Regions from separate parts of the Mus musculus genome. Here regions 2 and 3 are each linked to region 1. A link is a contact called in public promoter capture Hi-C data. All regions are on one chromosome and are shown on one strand. The core of a region is the stretch at or near the end of the contact, and the rest is flanking DNA. Distances in the headings are between cores, read along the strand shown.

Region 1 (3,571 bases), core at 241-2,740:
ACACAAAGAAGTACACATCATTTCTTTAAAAGCTAAAGGAAGAGATAGTTGCCAGAAAGGAAAACAAACAAAAAAAAAAGCCTTTCAATGCTGAGAACTTACTTGTATAAACTCACAAAGAAAAATTTCTTTTTTTTTTCTTTTTAGAGTATATTTTCTTTGGATGATCAAATAGCATTACATTCTACATTGGTCAATACAATCTGAGACCAGGACTTATCAGATACAACCCTTACAATGTAGGTTTGTCCATTGCATAGCATGCTTAATTTTTATATTTGGTTGCTAAGTTGCTTTATCACACTTGTAGTAAAGTTTAAAATTTCTACTTATATTACTTTCTCTCCAATGACAGAAATTCCTCTTTGAGAAGCTCTTGCATGAAGAAGGAAGAAACCAGACTTTGAATTTAATTTGATTTCTTATGTTTTCAGATATAGAAAGTGTTCCTTTCTACAAACCATGCTAATTAAATGATTTAAGGTCATAAAGAAAAAGTGAAACTCCCAGAATTAATCTCAGTGAATAAAGTGTAGAAAACTTAATATATTTAGAGAAGAGAAAGAAACACATATAAAAACTTGGGCATAAAGCTGGGTGTAAAGGCCTATGCCTTTCGTTCCAGCACTTGGGAGGCAGATGGCAGTAGCTCTCGTGAGTTCGATACCATCCCATCCTGGTCTACATGGCAAGTTACAGGTCAGCCAGAAGTAAGTAGCAAGTCCCTCATCTCAACAAGCAAGTAAACAAACAAGTTGCCGGTGGGGTGTCGCTTAGTAGGATGACCTTGCATCGGTCAGGATCTAATTTCCATTCTCAACGTGGCAAGAACAAGACAACAAACAAAGATGTGCACGCGAATAAAACCCTCCAAAATTAGACGAACACCTTAGAGTGAAAGTTATTATAAAAAAACAAAAACAAAAACCGAAAAACCATTATTGGTGGGGGTTCTCTTTGGGAAATCGGCTTTAACAAAAAAACAGAGTACAGTTTCTACTTTATCATTTTCTTCGTATTCATTAATTTGTCCTTTAAGTGAAGGAAAGTAGCATTTTTTTCTGGGTGAGAAAAAAGCCACTATAAAATGCTGCAGAAAGATACTTCTCTGTGCCCGACAGGGCCCAGGAGAGTTGGAGAAACAGTTGGGAAAAGACTCCGAGGGCTTTCTAGAGCGAGCTGGGGCGCTTGGGGGTCGCCCGGGTGCACAGGGGCTCCATCCATTTTCTGGCGGCTTTCCGGGTGCAAACAGGCACGGGCTACCGCGTCCCCAGACCTAAGGAGGCAGAGTTTGGATCCTGGGGAGAGTGGCCGGTAGCGGGCTGTGAGAGCACCTGGGGTGGTCGGGGGTCGGCTGGTGGCCAGGAGGAGAAGCGCGTCCCACCTGGGCCCCAGTGCCACCCGCCCAGAGCCCGCCGAGCGGGCGCACAGCCAGGGCAGCCGAGGGGCGGTGCGGAAGGGCGGAGGGCCGAGGGCGGGGGCTTCGGCTGTCGGAGGAGCCGAGCTCTTGCCCGAGGCTCTAGCTGGGTCCGTTCGCAAGTGTCGCGGCAGCTCTGGCCATGAAGACCCTGTGGATGGTGCTGTGCGCTCTGGCGCGGCTGTGGCCCGGGGCCCTGGCTGGCTGTGCAGAGGCCGGCCGCTGCTGTCCTGGCCGGGACCCAGCCTGCTTCGCCCGCGGCTGGAGGCTGGACAGGGTCTATGGAACATGCTTCTGTGACCAAGCCTGCCGTCTCACCGGGGACTGCTGCTTCGACTACGACAGGGCGTGCCCAGGTGGGTGGCTGGGCGCCGGGAGGGACCCCTAGGAAGCCAGGAATCTTCTGGTCACTTCCAGGCCAGTCCAGTATCAGCCTTCGCAATCCCAGTACCCCACCCCCACCCCAACTCCCGCTCCATTCCAGGCTTCCCAGTCGGCTTCATCTAATGTCCCCGAAGCACACCCCCTAACATCTGTGGGGATCACCTCTGGGATGTGTTCTGTGACTCAAGAACTCTAGCTTCATAGAGTCACCTGGGGCCTGGAAGGATGGTGCTGACAGTTGTCAGGGGTGTGTCCCTGGACCAGCCGTCACCACACTCATTCTGTCAACCTCATAAAGTTTGGGGATAGAGAAAACTAACAAGGCCAGGAAGATGAGACTGTCTCACTTTGTATCAAGCTTGCCCTGGGAGGGGCCTCCACTTTCTTAGAGGTCTGAGGTGTTCTGTGGTGGGCTCCAACATGGACCACCGCTGTTTCCTGTGAGGAGGTTTTCTGTGCTCTTGGAACTATCTTTAGGATACTTTCTTTCCTCAAGTCTCTGTAGTGTTTGATCCTTCCCTTTAGAATGAGGTCTTTTCTTATCTAACATTCCCATAGCATCTCACAGTACCCCTTGGTAGGGTTCTGTCAACGCAGGTTTAATTGAACTTAAAGGTAAAGGAAGAAATGAGAAACACAGTCCTGAAAAACAAGCCGTGACCAAGAAGTCAGCTCTGAAAACCAAAGCAGCTTTGCTCCTTGCTAATCAGATCAGTCCCAAAGTTGTCCATATGATAGGGTTTGTCCTCACACAAGTCCTAGGCAACTTCTGAGGAGAGGACCCAAGGGCTGGGCCACACTCCAGGAACGAGAGGCCCAGTAGCAACAAGGCCTCTCTTGCCTCTTTGCTAAGAGCCTGTCAATCCCAGGCAGGTCAGTCACCCAGCCATGATACTGTGGAAGGGCACAGCCAAAAAACCTCCAAGATTTACTGGCGGATGCCCTTTTTGATAAGTTCTCCCCCCATTCCCGTGACAAGTCATCTTGCCTCAGTCTAAAGGAAGCTGGAAAAGTCAATGAACCAGAAAATGCAGTGAGTCTGAGCCATGTGTCCCCTTCCCTGGCAACACCCGAAACTGGGTGTCTCAGCTACGTGTCCCTGGGTCTTCCAAAGCACTCATTCTTGAGGGGCTTGCCTATGCATTGATCCTAGAGTCCTGTAGCCCTTAGTTTGTAGTAAGCACAGGGATGGTGGGACACTGAAGATGCTGTCTCTACTCCTTAGGAAGTCACTTTGTACCAGAAGCACAGGAGAAACCATATGTACACTGTACAGAAAGCTCCCTCTTCCTGCAGGGGACACTGTCCATGATAGCCAGGGATGCCCAACCCCAGGATTGGTTTTGATTTGTTCCTGGGTGTCCTTTCCTACAGTACCGGGGTTCATCTGTCCTTGTGAGTTTTATGCTATGGCACTTCTCATGTGGCTACTTTTGCACTCTATGGCTCTATGTGAGTGAAATAAAGCCCCCTAATATCACCACAGTGGACTCCAGAAGGCTAACGGGAAGCCGTGTGCACAGGACTAAGTCGTGTGCACAGGACTAATATGATTGACAGGGGATGGATGAGTAGTGCTCAGAAAGAAACAGTAGCAGGGCAGCCTGAGACTTCCTCATGCGACTTGGAAATGCATGAGTGAAAATGTATTAGCTACTTCTGGAATTTTCCATTTCATATTTTCAAACAGTAGCTGGCTACAGATATTTAGGGCAGAAAAACTAGGGATGAGGGGGGGGGGGGAGACTTTTACCAAAACAGGTCAACAGG
Region 2 (3,927 bases), core at 496-2,995, 420 kb before region 1:
TGCCTGTGGAAGTCAAAAAAGACATCAAATGACCTGGAACTGGAGTTAATGAATGCTTGTAAACTACCCTGTGGGTGCTGGAAACCAACCAACGTCCTCCACCAGAGTAAGGAGTACCCCTGACCCATCTATCTGACACTCTTCTGTAATTTTTACATTAGCCCGTGGGCTCACTCACCAAACCATTTCCCGTTTTCTCTCTCATGGTTATCTTCTTGAGGTTTTTTTCTTGTTCCTAGGCATTTTGGAGGCATTCAGTTCATGTTTATAGGAAGGAAGTAAATTGGATTCCTAAGAAAACTAGGGGAGCTTGGTTTTGCAGAATATCTAAAATAAAATGGATATGAGAGTGTTCAACCTATAAGCATTCTTTTCTGATGACTCTAGATAGACTTTTTTAATGTAAAGATTATAATAATTCCACATGTTGAAGTAACTCTACTCAGGGATTACATGCCTTTTAGTGGCTCTCCTGGGCTATTTACAGACTTTAGGTTTTGGGTTTTTTGTTTTGTTTTTTGTTTTTTGGTTTTTTTTGTTTTGTTTTTTTGTTTTGTTTTGTTTGTTTTGCCTATCATTCATATGCATTTGTCTTTCTTGGTGTCTGAATTACTTGGTTTAAATACTGGGGCCATGTCTTAGTTCTAGCCTCTGCCCAATGGGACACTGGGCAGTATGACTTAAGACTGTGTTCCTAGAATCTTAATGATGCCAAGCATCCTACACTTCAGCAACAGTTGATTAAGACAAATACAACTCTTTATCAATATAAAATATAGTTCAGTGGCATTGCAGCATACGAGATCCCAGTGATCATCAGAGGGAGCCTCGACAGGTTCTGCATTCATGATGTCACTAGCAGAGAATAAGCATTAACCTTTGGCCCCTTTGGCAGGTCTGTATTGATCAGTCAGTGCTACATGTCATGGGGAGGCCATGCTTGTTGTCACTGTCCCTGTCAGGTTCTGGAGCTACCAGAGCAAAGACTTTGGAAAATAATTAACTTGAGTATTTCTTAGTTTTTAATGAACTGGGACATGAATGGAGATGCATTTAAAAGACAAGTGAGTATATGGTTTATTTTGAAAAAATGCTTCAATATTTTTGATTCTTACATTTCAGAATATTTTCTCCATCCAATATGTATCTCATTGTAGAAATAAAATTTCTTTTGTTGATGTTTAATATATGAAATTTTGATTTTATACAAATATAACAGTTAAGGAAGTCCATAGCTTTAAAACTATCTCACTTCAGGATGCATCACCAGAAACTACTTTTCAATATAGTTATTACATGTTGGTGTACTAGATCAGGAATCAGTATACATGACCCATGGCCAAGTTCATTCTGCTACCCAAATTACAAATGTCTTTAACACTTTAAAGTGGCTGGAAATAAAATTTCATGATGTGAAAATTATGTGGAATTCAAGCTTCGTGCTCATAAATATATTTATGGGGACAGACCTAGTGCTGTTTATGTTGGTCTTGCCTTTGACCACTTCCCTACCCCAAGGCAGAGATAAGGAATTCTAAGAGGCCTAAGAGGTCTTGCATCCTGTAGAACCTTCTGTATTGATTTCCTACCCCTTTGTAGAAAAGCGGGTTCAACCATAGACTTTAAAAAAAAAAAAAAAAAAACTTTAAAAAAGCATTTAGCTTTTGAGTCTTGTGTCAGCTGTTCTGTTATGTTAAACGTGGCCAGAGCTCATTCTTGGAGTGTGAGCCAGTGCCCTGGGAATACTACCTGTGTGATAGCTAGCACAGTAGACTTGACTGTGGACTCTGGATTTATTTACTCACAGAGGAAACTAATTTTATCCCTCTAAAGAAATAATAAACAACTCTGTCTTCATCAGTATTCATCAGAGCAATGAAAGAGAGTTTGCCTGTAGCAAAGGTTACTTCTGTCTCCTTGCTGAAATTCCATTTAGAAATGCTTCATAGCTGGACTTCTTTGTAAGTAATACAAGCTATTCAGTTGTTTCTATAGTGACCTTTTATTTCAGATGCTTAAGCAGTTTCTAGAAGCAACAGCGAGCTGTAGGGAAAGTTTGGGAAGAGAAAATATTCTGCACTCTATAACTGACTCATAATTTCCCTTCTGCATGATACAGCATGGCTACATCTCTAAGAGGTTATATACATCCAGTGGTATTGTGCACATGAGTGACTTATAAATTTGAGCTGTAAAATTATTTTGGACTATAGTCAGAATCCATGAACCTGCTCATTGCTTTCTTCTCCCACTACCCCTTCCCCTGGGATGAGAAAGAAAAATGAAATAAAACACCAGTTTTTATCAGCAAAATAGATAATAATTTATGTATAAAAACTTATTTTCTCAACTCCACTATGAAAAAGACTGAGTGTAGCTGTCTTATGTAGCTCCAGGAGCTGTGGCTTCATCTTTCCCACAGCTTATGTCTACAAAGGTGATTTGCACTCACAATTTCAGACCAGCGGACGTTCCCTAGAGTTCCGAATACGTTTGGCCAATTTTGGAGCTGCATAACACCCCATACCTGTAATTCCTTAATTCTAGTTAAGTATTCTAATTATTAATGTCCCCTCTAATTAAAAAAAAATGAGTAAGAACTTAGGGTTCTTAACCATTTCTATCTGCATGTAAGATGTTATTCAAAGATTTTTTTAAAAAACCTTTGTGAACAGTTCACATTGGTATATTATTAAACCAATAAATGCCATGTATGTATAATTGGCTAAAAGGATGTGAAATCTAGAGTAGAGAACTGTATAGTCTTTTTAAAAGACACAATCAACGGAATATAGTTCCCTCTGCCAAAGATTTGAGAGCATTACTGCTCACTGGAGGTCACATTTACAACCTAATTTTGCTTTCCTAGTAAAATTGGATTATGCAGTGTGCATGATTTAGTCCACTGTTTTAAAGTTGAAAACCAGAAACCTTCTCTCCCTTTGAAATACACCTCCAATTAAGTCATGCCTCTTTGTCCTTGTCCAAAATTCCTCTTTGAACAAACCTTATATATACTGTATATATATATATATATATACTTATATATACTTATACTGCTTATATTTCAGAATCTGAGTACTGTACTTCCACGGCTGATTGCTATTTGGCTGGCTCTCTTTATGTGCTGGCAAGCATTGCCTTTTCAAATCACACATTTTAAAATAATCTTTAGTTCATTGGAACTTCTTTTGCATCCTCCGATGGAAACTACTTTATACCATTTAAGTCCCCAAATATTTAACATAGGTAAATTAAATTATAAGCACAAGGTGGCAATGAAAGATGCCATCTATTATTCTTTGTAGATAAGACAGGAGTATGTCACCAGCAAACCTAGGTCATATTGCTTCTGTTTGGTAAGCAGGGTCATCGCTCGACCAACATGAGATCAAACGGTAGCATCTGTGCTCAGTGGAACAGGGTGTGCTTAGCATGCATGAGGCACCGTGTTTAGTCTCCAACACTGAGCAAGCAAAAGGACTCACTCTCAACTTTTTTTTAAAGATTTATTTGTTTATCATGTATACAGTATTCTGCCTTCATGTATGCCTGCACGCCAAAAGAGGGTGCCAGATCCCATTACAGATGGTTATGAATCACCACGTGGTTGCTGGGAATTGAACTCAGGACCTCTGAAAGAGCTGTCAGTGCTCTTAACCACTGAGCCATCTCTCCAGCCCTTAATATCCAGTTTTATTGGTTGATTTTTTTTATGCCATGCTAATTATTTTTAAGATCAATTGTGATTTCAAAGATCAATTCAAGAGTTAAATTCTCATGGGAAAACATTCCAAAGTGACGTTGATAATGTTTTACTTTGTTCATTTAGCAATTGTGAACCTTTAGACACCAGTTGTATATACACTACTTTTCTAAATGCTATGAAATATTTCCAATTTTGTAAAAAAAAAAAAAAAAACTCCA
Region 3 (3,773 bases), core at 15-2,514, 510 kb before region 1:
ATATGAATGTCTAAGCTGTATTGAAATTTATGAGTAACACCATCAAATGAAATGAGGTAATTTTTCAATTTTTAAGTCCTAGTGTTGTTTGGAATGTGTCTTTGTCACCTTGTAAAAGTGATATTTAGGAAAGTGAGATGCTGGAAAATAAAGCCCTGGCTGGCTGATCAGGAGAGAGAAAGCCTTGAATGCAGTCACATTAGGAAGATAGCAACATGGCATAGGTTAGAAGGTTGTCATAGTAACACTTGCCAAGGTATTAGCCATGTTAAGTATTAATTCCAAAGACTCATGTATCTTTTCTTGATTGATACGTTGTCTCATATGTCTTGAAGATGGGGCATGTCTGAAGATTTGTTGTATATCTAATAACTATGTTATTTAAAGTGTCTATGTTTGCTCCCCAACACATACACACACACACACACACACACACACACACACACACACACACACACACACACCACCCCACCCACCAAATAGGGGATAGTGAAGCATAGAATAGAAAAGAAGTCTTGAAGTTAGCCTTTGTCTATCCAGGTTGTTCAGCAGTATGCCTCTCAGTGCCAGCATGGTGACTTCCCATGTTGCACCACTTGATTGTCTATTTGAACTCCATCTGTGGAAGCTCAGGAGGTCACTGTGGAGTATTGTTTCAGCAGCCATGCAGTGACTTGTTCACTCAGAACCCTTGCATTAGCTCTTCTGTTCAACTAAACAAAAAGTGGTAAGAGCCAGAAGATAATGAGGCAGTTTTACACACTGTATTTGTTTGTTTTGTGTGTGTATATGTATGTACATGCACACACATGCATCCAATTGCACAGAAGGTCATGCCACAGCATACATGAAGCCAAAATTTCCTCCTTTCAGCATCAGGTCCTGGGGAATGAGCTATCTTAAGGCTTAGTGATAAGCACCTTTATCTTGCTGGCCTTAGGTCATTCTTCAAGATTTTCTTGAACCTTTGAAATTAGATGGATGTAAGTTTGACTCTCAACAGCTCTATTGGGAAAAGTTGTTACTGCTCAAAGTGAGATTCAGGACCTTTCCTGTCACTGTGGGCTTCTGTAAAGACTAAGCTGATTTAAAGAATGTAGCCAGTGCACAGTAAGGAGTGGTTATGTCCCCTGTTTGATGCAGTTGCCTGTTTGCCAAGATGCTCTTGTGTAGATATAACCTAGAGCATCGAGAGCAGCTCTGAGACAGTAGGACGTGTTACCAAGGCAACCCTGGTCCACAGCAGAGAAGAGCTCAGAAGACCAGGATTGTGGGACAGATTTTAACTAGCACAGAAAACGATTGTGATGTAGCAGGGTGACCTTTGGAGGCTATGGATACGAGGAGCTCATTTAATCATTTAATTGCACAATAGGGGTTTTTGTGGTTCATCTCTTAACAACAATAACAGCATGGGAATTTAAACTTTGAGTACAAAATACTATCTGCTTAGTTAATATATTCTAATTTGTAGAAGTAAATGCATCGTATGTTGAATGTTCATTATCAAAACTGAGCTTATTGTTTGAAAAATACAAACAAGAGAAGGAACTAGAACATACTACCTTTGAAAGTTAATAAACTTTGAGTGATTCTTTACCAAAGGAGCTAAGTATTTGGAGGCGAGGACCTCAGCACATGGTATTCTATTTGATGAAGTGCTCTATGTCATCTGCACTGTAGTGTAGTCTGGATGCCATTAATCAGAGTGTTCTGGCTAATCTTAATTGTCATGGTGCACTGAGGAAATGTGCTGTGTAAGATATTCAAACCATGTGGGGTATATTTACTAAGAATCATTGTTAAACCAGAGGATGAAGTGAAACTGGAATGAACCAAGTCAGGCACCAGGTCTTGGCATTTCCTGTTGTTACTACTAGAGTATTTTACTTTTTATGTAAAAAATGCAATATACTTAATTTTCCCTCTGATATTTATATGAAATGATTTATATATACATATATATCAAATGCATACCTATACACATACATAAAGCTGTATTCAATGGCCCAGAAGGAAGAGGCCCCGAGGGCTCTTTAGTGTGCAATTAATATTTTGGTCAGAAAAATCAGCAGATTGTTTCAGTATGCTTATGTGTTATGACATCATATTCCAGTAAAGTTATAATGAACAGAAATTTTGTTTGTCTCTGTGGCAAACCAAAATGAGTTTTGTAATTGTCAGCAGACCTTAGTGATTACAGTGGCGCCCACTCCCTCTACTGTAGTTAAAGGTCTTAGCATTCCAGTTGTGGAGCTCTGTTTTCAGAAGTTTATAATTAATTGTAAGCATTTGCTCTACAGAGAAAGCTTGCCATTTAAGATCAGTTCAGGAGTCAATTTCTGATTTCAACTAGTGCATCCTGAAGTTTTATTGAACGAACTAAAATGTGTAGTTCTGTGCATATGGGAAAGTAAACTTTGCTGGTGACAAAGACAGTCTATATCCATGATTCCCATTAGTGTGTCGAATCTCAGATTCAAGTGGTGAGTGGCAGGGCTGAGGGAGCGGGGCTGCCCAGGCCCTGTGCATTTATTGACATCAAAGGACAAAAAGATTGTATCTTAAAGTTCTTTTTAGTCTTTGGATGTTAAGAATAGTATTTTACTTTCATTGTTTTTTCTTTAATGTTTTTAATGTTTTCTATTTTAAAAATAAGGACACTTATATTCACTTAAGACACCTTATCTTAAAAAAAATAATAGAAAACTGTGACCCAAAAAAGTTGATGTTTAGAGCTAAAGCTGACTTTTCCTGCTGCTCTTCTGTAGATTGTCTAGTCCCTCAGACGCTGCTAAGTACCCTCTCCTAACACTGTGCTCTAAGTTCTCCTCTGCTCTGACACGCTTGTATCCCATCCTCTGCCGTCTATTGTTTTCCTGAACTTTGATCATAGGTATTAATCAAATTCTAGCCTTAGGCTCTCATTGGTTCCTTTACGTGTGCCCTTTCCAGAGTCTGTCTACGCATGGTCTCAATTGTGGCCTCACTTATCTGCTCCTTCAAGCACCGAACTTCATTTTCAGTAAACCTTCATTGCATTTCCATTTGCCCAATGAGTTTTAACATTATGAGCTCTCTCTAGTTTATCTCAGACTGCTTGAAGAACACCATTGCTTGGGTGTTTAATAACCATTGAAAACATGTTGTGACCTCAAGTTGGAGTTTTACATGGGTTCAATCTCTAGCATAGCAAAATAGACAAAGAAAAAAGGCAGGACCTCAGTTGAACTTTGGTGTAAAACATTCTCCAGTACTGGAATAATTTTTAACTTAATTTCTAGCATTACAATTACAAATCCACTATTACACTGAAATTGATCCTGTTCATAATGCTGTATTGCTCAATCCAGTGATCATATTGTTCAGTTCTAGTTTTAGTTTGCCTGCCAGCTTTAACTGTAATCATTTGGTCCCTCCTCTAACACACCCTCTTTACATTACGGACCTGTTTTTTTGGTCTTTCTGTTGTCTCTGAATCCCACAGCACTCTTATTTTTCTTGCATGTTTAAATACAATCTCTACATTGATTATTCCCAATTTTTACCTTCACCGCCTTATACTTTTTCCTTAAAGCCCAAACTTATAACTGGGATCGCCCACCTGACACACTTGCTTGAGGTCGTCTCTAATAGCTTCACGTCTCCAAAGCAGTGCTGCTTATACCCACCCAGCACAGGCACCCTTTGCTTAGTCTTTTTTCCCTCAGTAGGGACTCTCTCTTCTAAAGCTCTAAGGTGGTCCTTGAGCCATTTCTTAGATTTCCTAGGCA

The links. Promoter capture Hi-C pulls out the DNA fragments that hold promoters and counts their contacts.
Region 2: a contact with region 1 is called in a promoter capture Hi-C map of liver, with 4 times the contacts expected there. The contact joins the enhancer-like site here to the promoter of Sbspon in region 1. A contact is called at or near these places in 17 of 39 promoter capture datasets (the 3T3-L1 cell line, 3T3-L1-derived adipocytes, the C10 cell line and 11 more), 1 of 15 datasets of contacts at CTCF or cohesin (large pre-B cells) and 6 of 484 Hi-C or Micro-C datasets (the AML12 cell line, cerebral cortex, embryonic fibroblasts and 3 more).
Region 3: a promoter capture Hi-C map of second pharyngeal arch cranial neural crest shows a contact between it and region 1, with 3 times the contacts expected there. The contact joins the enhancer-like site here to the promoter of Sbspon in region 1. A contact is called at or near these places in 14 of 39 promoter capture datasets (the 3T3-L1 cell line, 3T3-L1-derived adipocytes, the C10 cell line and 11 more) and 1 of 9 other capture datasets (liver).

Annotation. Positions count from the first base shown.
Region 1 is chr1:15,890,641-15,894,211 of GRCm38.p6, reverse strand. It overlaps Sbspon (somatomedin B and thrombospondin, type 1 domain containing), which reads left to right and starts at 1,490. Exons shown (of 5, transcript NM_001033288.3): 1 at 1,490-1,773. The coding sequence starts at 1,560.
Region 2 is chr1:16,307,134-16,311,060 of GRCm38.p6, reverse strand. The region is part of intron 12 of Stau2 (staufen double-stranded RNA binding protein 2); the gene reads left to right. It overlaps C130013N14Rik (a long non-coding RNA gene), which reads left to right. Exons shown (of 2, transcript XR_003947751.1): 1 at 1-106. Among named protein-coding and RNA genes, the nearest start is that of C130013N14Rik, 5.6 kb to the left of the region's middle. Within about 2 kb of position 1,745, at least 4 of the 459 cell types and tissues checked have an H3K27ac peak or open chromatin away from gene starts, as enhancers often do. A contact at or near this core is called in liver, where this site is marked.
Region 3 is chr1:16,396,937-16,400,709 of GRCm38.p6, reverse strand. All of the region lies in intron 5 of Stau2 (staufen double-stranded RNA binding protein 2), which reads left to right. Among named protein-coding and RNA genes, the nearest start is that of C130013N14Rik, 84 kb to the right of the region's middle. Within about 2 kb of position 1,264, at least 7 of the 459 cell types and tissues checked have an H3K27ac peak or open chromatin away from gene starts, as enhancers often do. A contact at or near this core is called in second pharyngeal arch cranial neural crest, where this site is marked.